2 separate regions of the Mus musculus genome follow, and region 1 is linked to region 2. Evidence: chromatin contacts called from public Micro-C data. All regions are on one chromosome and are shown on one strand. Each heading gives the region's core, a stretch centred on a gene start, on an enhancer-like site or on the middle of the called end of the contact. The rest is flanking DNA. Distances are from core to core; before and after follow the strand shown. Region 1 overlaps Gm35466 (a long non-coding RNA gene). Region 2 overlaps Zfp469 (zinc finger protein 469).

Region 1 (3,545 bases), core at 522-3,021, 570 kb after region 2:
GCCATGTTTGTTGATGGACTCCTATCCCTCTTAAACTCTAAGCCCCGAATAAATCCTTCTGTTAAGAAAACATAACCACCCCAGGACACCCTCTGCCCCAGGTCCCCTGTCAGTGCTCCAGCTGCCTCCAGCCCTTGACCGTGCAGCCCCCATGAGATCCAGTTGCCTGTGGACACGGCCCTTGTCATGGCCAACACACTAACTAGATTGGAAACCACGGGAGCAGCAGCTCAGCCACTGTGCACCCCATGGTATCCCCAGCTCTAGGTCCTATTCTTGCCCCACTGAACCTGACTCAAGGCTCTCAGCTCACCCTGTCTTCTCCCAGGAAGTCACCAGAACCAATTCCGGCTAAACCAAGGGGTGTGGGTAAGTACCTGCCTTCTGCACCCCTGCCTTCTGCACCCCTGCCCTCTGCAACCCTGCCCTCTGCACCCCTGCACCCCTGCCCTCTGCACCCCTGTCCTCTCCCTCTCTTCCTTGACCCCAGCATGAGACTGAGGGGATGAAGGACAGAGTGGCTATAAGGGAGGGAAGGCCCTGGAGTGAGGATAGTGGGCAGGCACTCCAAGTTGAAATGGCCCCACCACTACACAGCTGTGCATCAGTGAGACCTGTAGTTCGCTGGGGAGGGGCTTTTGTGAAGTGAGGCAGGCCCCCTCTGCTAAGGGCCAGACTCACAGCCCCTGGCTCTGCTTGCTGGGAAGAAGCCACCCACCTCCCATCTGCCTTTCTGGATCTGGTCTAAGATGACTCACCTGTCCCCAGGGAGGCTGACCTGGTTTCTCACCCAAGCTCAGCTCCCACAGGCCACAGCTGGAAGGGGTGGAGATGAAGAGGCAGCCGCCTCTCCTGGTGATCACTTTCCCATGAAACACAGCCTGGAGGTCCAAAGGAAAAACACCATAAAACTATGTCCCGAGGGGCAGTGGTAGTGCACACCTTTAGTCTCAGCACTTGGGAGGCAGAGGCAGGTGGATTTCTGAGTTGGAGGCCAGCCTGGTCTACAGAGTGAGTTCCAGGACAGCCAGGGCTACACAGAGGAACCCTGTCTCGAAAAACAAACAAACAAACAAACAAACAAAACTATGTCCCTTAGCCAAGTGGTAGTGGCACACACCTTTAGTCCAACCACCCAGAAGCAGAGGCAGGAGGATCTCTGTGAATTTGAGGCCAACCTGGTCTACAGAGAGCATTCCAGGACAGCCAGGGCTACACAGGGAAAGTGTGCCACCCCCGCCACCCCAACAAAACAAAACAAAAACCTGTGTCTCTTTGGAGGCTAACCCTGCTCACCAGACACCTCTGACCTGGCTCATGGTTTGTTTGCTTGCCTGTACTGGCTTCCAGATCTCTCATTCTCTCTCTCTCTCTCTCTCTCTCTCTCTCTCTCTCTCTTTCTCTCTCTCTCTCTCTCTCCCTCTCTCTCTCTCTCTCTCTCTCTCTCACACACACACACACACACACACACACACACACCCTGCCACATTACAGTTAGATCACAGTAAGACAGGGGACTGACCTACACGGCCAGGTTACCTGTGTCAGAAGAAAGACTCTGGACTGGAGCTGATGGAGCAGGAAGATCAGGTTAGGCAGATCCATAAGCAAGGGCCACAGGGCAGATGTGGGGCCTCCGTGCCTGAAACTTAGGGGGGCAAGTGTGACTCAGGTGGAGACAGCACATGAAAGAGCCCATCCCCAACCGCTCAGCCCTGGTCTAATGACAGGGGAAGCCACAGGACCAGATACTTCCTCTACTGTGTCCCTGGAGCCACACTGCCCCCTGCTGCTGCTAGTGGGCATGGCAGGAACCTCTGAGTTGAGGCTGTCTCCTGAGCAGATACTGAGTGAAGAAGCCAGTTATAATTTGTGGACTTTTCTGGCCCCAGCTAGGGCACACGGGAAGCCAAGCAAGCTCAAGGCTGGGCTCTGACTGCATAGGTGCCCCATCTGGTGGGAGGGCTTATTCAGCCGGTACCAGAGCTGGGGAGACGGTGATTATACGCAAAGCCAGAGGTTTGGAGCTCCGAAGCCAACATCCCAGCAACCTGTCCTAGCCCCTGTGGCACTGGGACTGGCAGCCCTCGGGGACACAGGAGCCTGCAGGGGTAGCAGCAGCCAGTCTACTGGTTCCTGCCTGTTCCACCCAGCCTCTCTGTGTGTAGATCTGAAATGTTCCACACTTTTTTTTCCTGCTGGTGAACCCAGGGTCTCATGTGCACTGGGCTAGTCTTCTCTACCACTGACAAGGCCCCAGCCCTTTGTTAGTTTAATTTGACACAGTATCTAAGTTGCCCAGGCTAGTAATCCTCCTGTCTCTGCCTCTTGAGTAGCTTCCTATACGACCCCTTCAGACCCAGTGCATTTTTAATTAATTGGTTAATTATATTGGGGAAGGGATGAGACAAGGTCTCACTGTGTAGCCCAGGCTGGCCTTCTCCAGGATGGCCCTCGTGGCTATTCTGTTCTTCCTTTCCTTCCTCCCGCCCTTCCCATGCTTGTCCCCATACCTCCCCCCTTTACAGGAACATGGACTTATATAGAAGATTTATAGGGGAATAACTCGAGTGAGATTTGTCTGTGGTGTAGAGCATAAAGGAGATAAAACTGGGTTCTCCCCAAGGGAGACACATGTGGCAGAGCACAGTGTCTAACTGCCCAGACTCGTCCTAGCTCACCTGGACTGAAACTGCTGACCCTTCTCACTGCCTGCCTGGGAAGCCACTGTGGACCTCGGAGCCCAGGACAGGGAGGGTCACACGGTATTCCTAGGGGGCACACACCTGGGGTTGCCACAGGAGCCAGCATGGCACCAAAGAGGCAGGAACCAATCACAGAAGCAGGATACCAACAGGCCAAGCCCTAGAAAGGTGGCCCTACCAGGGCCAGGCTGATGGGGAGAGAGTCTTCAGATGCCACCGTGGAGGGACTCCACTTTGATGCCAGCCACCCCACGGCTATTGATGGGTCTGAATGCAGGTGCTGGGCTTGTCACTCTAAAGGCCAGCCACAGGCATGCAGGCAAAACACCCATTCAGATAAAATCAATGGATAGAGTATTTTAAGGTTGAGGTTGGCCCACTGCAGAGGTGTTTCTGCACCTGGTGCCCTCTGGTCGGCTGGAAGAAGCCAGAGTGGGCGTTCCCTCAATTCCTTCTGGCAGTTCTTGACAGGAGTAGGGGTGATGAAAAAACTCCAAAGAATGGGCAATGCTGGCACATGCCTTTAGTACCAGCACTCAGGAGGCAAAAGCGGGTGGATCTCTGTGAGTTCAAGGCCAGCCTGGTCTACAGAGTGAGTTCCAGAACAGCGCAAGACTATCCAGAGAAACTCTGTCTTGGGGGAGAAAAAAAAAAAAAGACTCCAAAGAAAAGTAACCAGTTTATCTCTCTGCCAGAGGTGTCCTCGGATCTCTTGACAGCCTCATTCTTGCCAGAGGCCAGAGATGGCAGAAGTGTTTGGAGGTTCCTAAATGATCTGGTTCCTAAGTGATTCCAGGGTCACCTCTTTAGAGGGGGTAATAAGTACTGCAGAAGCAGTGA
Region 2 (3,618 bases), core at 793-3,292:
AGCTGTCACCTCCTTCCCACTCCCCACCTCGGACCTTGATATGGAAGATGACGCTAAGCTGGACAGGCTCATCACCGAGGCTCTCAACGGCATGGAGTACCAATCAGATAATCCTGAGATAGACAGCAGCTTCATTGATGTCTTTGCTGATGAGGAGCCTTCAGGCTCCAGGGGGCCCAGCACTGGGCATCCCCTCAACAATCAGGTGGGATCAATTTCCAAGAATGGTACCCAGCCCCAGCTCCCATCCAAAGCTGCTGTGCCAGAACCCCAAGCCCCCTGCACTGGAAACAGGAGCCACCCAGCCCGAAACAGGCCCAAAACCCGTTCCCTGGGCCTTGCATCTGTACAGGCAGATGCGACCACCCTGGTCAGGCAGCAGAGGAGAGGGAAGCAATTCAAGTTGTTTCGGAAAGAGCCCGGTATGGCCAAGGGTACTAACAGTCAGGCCAAAGCCATCTGCCTGAGGCCAAGAAAGAAGGGTCACAGTGCAGAGCATCCCCGGCCCCAGGCTCGCAAAAGTCAGACTCGCAAGGGCCACGCTCGTGCAGATCACAGCATCTCCAGAGCCACCTCCAAAGAGACGAGGAGCTCCAAGCACCTGCAGCTGCCCTCTGGGAAGGACTCCAGGAAGAGGAGGGGGCGGGGCGGCTCCTGGAGCAAGGAACTCATCCACAAGATAGTGCGGCAGAAAAACAGGCGCCACGGGCAGCAGGCACCACGGAACCAAGTCTCCCATGTCCCCCCGCTGCCTGGAAGACCACCTAGCACCCAGGAGGGCAGGCTCAGCGGGCAAGGCTGTGCCTCTGAATCTGAGGAAGAGGCTGGTATGCAGCAGCGGCGGGATTTGGGGGGTCCTGCCCAAGGCTGTTCCCCCCACAGCCGCCAACGGTGGCGCCAGGGCAAGAAGAGGAAGAAAGAAGATTTGACCCAGAACCCAAGGAAGGTCATGCGGCAGGAGGCTGGTGAAAATGGGGGCTCTCCCACTCCAAGGACTCAAAGCCTGTTGCCGAGTTCGGAAGCTGGAGAAGTCTCTGTGGAAAGAGGACTTGAGCATCGTGGCCATCCCATAATAGCCCCAAAACATCCTCCCCGGGTCCTCGCCACCACCAAGACCCAGGAGAAAAACCATGCAGCCCTGGACTTCCCCCAGGAGGGCGAGAAGCCTGAAGTTGCTGCTGATACCACTGAGCTCAGAGAGAGACCCAGTTCTCCAGCTCACTGTGGTGGGGAAAGCCCCAGACCCGCTGCTCCAGTGCCAGCACGGGCTGGCAGTCCATCAGGGAGCCACCCTGAAACACTATCGGGAAACAGCGTGCCAGTACCAGATGCAGGCTGTCTTCTGGGCACTTCTGGATGCATGAAGCCCCCGACTTTGCATACCAGAGAGGACTCTGCCTCCCAGCCTGGAAGGTGCCTGGTACCCATCGATAAGCTGGCAGACATGTTCTACACTGAATCCAGCCTCCCGGTTTTCAAGAACTCGAGTCCTGGTTGTGACCCTGACCACTGTGACAGGCGCTCTCTAGAGTGTCCAGCTGCCAAAAGAGGATCCCTGCCTAACAGTGACACCTGTGAATTGTTCCTTGGATCCAAGGACCTAGCCTACTGTTTCCCTGACGATCTGTACACCAAGCCTTTAGCTATGGACCCGTTGCCTGCCCGAAGCTGCTACCTTAGCCAGGACAGTATGGAGACCCTTGAGTCAACACCATCCAAGAGTCCACCCTACCCAGTTGAAACAGACCCAGGGAAGGTGCATTCGCCACTGACCTTAGAGTCCACATCCCTGTTTGCAGGGCTGCCTGAGGACGGATTTGACCCACCACTCTATGACAACTTGTCAGCAAACAGGGTCACCCACGGACCACTGGCAGGTCCTGACCCTCTCCCTAAGAAACCTCTGGCAGATCCTCTGTACCCGCCATTCTTGCTGCTGGAGGAAATTTCTCCGGTGCTGCCTGGCTCCTTTCCTGGTCTCTCCAAGGGAAAGACAGTCAGCAAGCAGTGTCCCTCGGAACAGACGGTGCCTCCCCGCCCTCCCGCTGTGCCTGAAAAGGGAAGTGAATGTAGCAATCTGTGTGAGGACGAACTGGAGATCAAAAGATTGGTGACTGAATTAGAAAGCCAACTGCAGGGGGAAGGGAGCACAGTGGGCACCTCGGGAGAACCGGAGGAAGCTACACAGGAAGGCAAGATGGACACAAGCCCAAAGCAGGCCTCCCTTCTACCCACAAATCCAGCCACCTCAGCCCAGAGGGAGCCAGCAGAAGACATTACAGGTCTTGAGGGATCAAGTTCACATCAGGAAAGGGCCCTGAAGAACCCCCAGAAACAGTGGCCCTACCCAGCTTCCTGCCACACAGAAAAAGCAGCACCTCCCTGTGGTATCCAGGAGAACCCAGGATGCGGGGCTCCCCTCAGCCTGGAAGGATTCACACTCGGTCTTCAGAGAACTCGGGAGACCATTATCCCCGACGCAGACAGTCAGATCCCCCTAAGTGACCGCCTGCCTGACTCCAGCAACCAACAGGTGGCCTTGCTGCATGCTGGGAGTTTAGCCAAGGACAGCCCGAAGCATGGGCTTTTGTTTCCTAAAAATAATGAAGCCCCTGGGACCCAGAACTCGAATGCCCCACCGCTGCTTCCTGGTAAACACACAAGAGGACATTCTCTAGACCCATTCTGTGAGGCCCAGGAGCCCTGCCCAACTTCCCCTGCACTGGAAGGATTCAACAGCCCCAGTGCCCACCCGGCCCTAGAACCCAACTTGATACTTAAGGGTGATGAGGAAGTCACCTCCCTTCCAAGTGCCAGTCTCAGCCATGGCTCTAAGGGTCACTCTGAAGACCAGGCAGGGAGTTCTATAGGAGCTGTGCTTAACAAGCCTATTGCCAAGGACCTGGACTTTAAGGGGGCGTCTGCACCTGCAGGGACCTCTCCACAATCCACCCTTCAAAGTGGTGGTAGGGCTTGGTCTCATCCCGTGCCAGATCCTCCCTGGGAGCCCAGTGCCAGCATTGGACAGAGGCGCCAGGACCCAGCCTGCTGTTCCTTTCCTCTGCGTCAGGTCCTGGATGCTACAGCCAAGAGCAGAGAGAACGCCCAGGGCCTTCAGTCTGGGGACCCCTCAGTGACAGGAGGGGCCCGTATGAAAGAGGACTCCTCAAGGGCTGTAAACGTGTCAGCTCTTCCTGCAAACATCCAGAAGCAGCTGAGGTCCAAGGCAGATGGACGTCTTGGCTCGCCTAGTCAACCTGAAAAGATCAAGGGCCAGGGTCAAGCCAACAGACTCCAGCCAAAAAGCTGGAGGAGCCTGGAGGACCCAGATGCACTCAACAAGGTCAGTGCCCATTTGGAAGCTAGGCCGGCCAGGGGCAGAAGGCCACGCCAGGGGAACAGAGCAGCCCGGGGCCTTAGGAGACAAGCACTGTTCTCCACCAGCCCCACCGACCCTGATAGCACATCCTTGCTTCCAATCCAGAAGGCTTGCCCTCTCCAGAAGGAGCCTGCAGAGAGAAGCCCAGAGAAGGCCGCCAGCCCACAGCCATTGTTTAGCCAGGAGAATCCCGCTCCCTCCAATAGAGACCTGGCCGCATGTGTCTTCTCCACCAGGCC

Evidence for each region. A called contact is a pair of places that touch in the nucleus more often than the background predicts.
Region 1: a contact with region 2 is called in a Micro-C map of the G1E-ER4 cell line. The contact joins two enhancer-like sites. A contact is called at or near these places in 1 of 15 datasets of contacts at CTCF or cohesin (embryonic stem cells), 15 of 484 Hi-C or Micro-C datasets (B cells, the G1E-ER4 cell line, cerebellum and 2 more), 1 of 115 datasets of contacts at active chromatin or transcription factors (embryonic stem cells) and 1 of 9 other capture datasets (embryonic stem cells).

Annotation. Positions count from the first base shown.
Region 1 is chr8:122,828,815-122,832,359 of GRCm38.p6, forward strand. Gm35466 (a long non-coding RNA gene) reads left to right here. Exons shown (of 3, transcript XR_388150.3): 1 at 1-369. Among named protein-coding and RNA genes, the nearest start is that of Gm35466, 7.2 kb to the left of the region's middle. Within about 2 kb of position 1,772, at least 33 of the 459 cell types and tissues checked have an H3K27ac peak or open chromatin away from gene starts, as enhancers often do. A contact at or near this core is called in the G1E-ER4 cell line, where this site is marked.
Region 2 is chr8:122,262,364-122,265,981 of GRCm38.p6, forward strand. It overlaps Zfp469 (zinc finger protein 469), which reads left to right. Exons shown (of 3, transcript NM_001362883.1): 3 at 1-3,618. Among named protein-coding and RNA genes, the nearest start is that of Zfpm1, 18 kb to the right of the region's middle. Within about 2 kb of position 2,043, at least 25 of the 459 cell types and tissues checked have an H3K27ac peak or open chromatin away from gene starts, as enhancers often do. A contact at or near this core is called in the G1E-ER4 cell line, where this site is marked.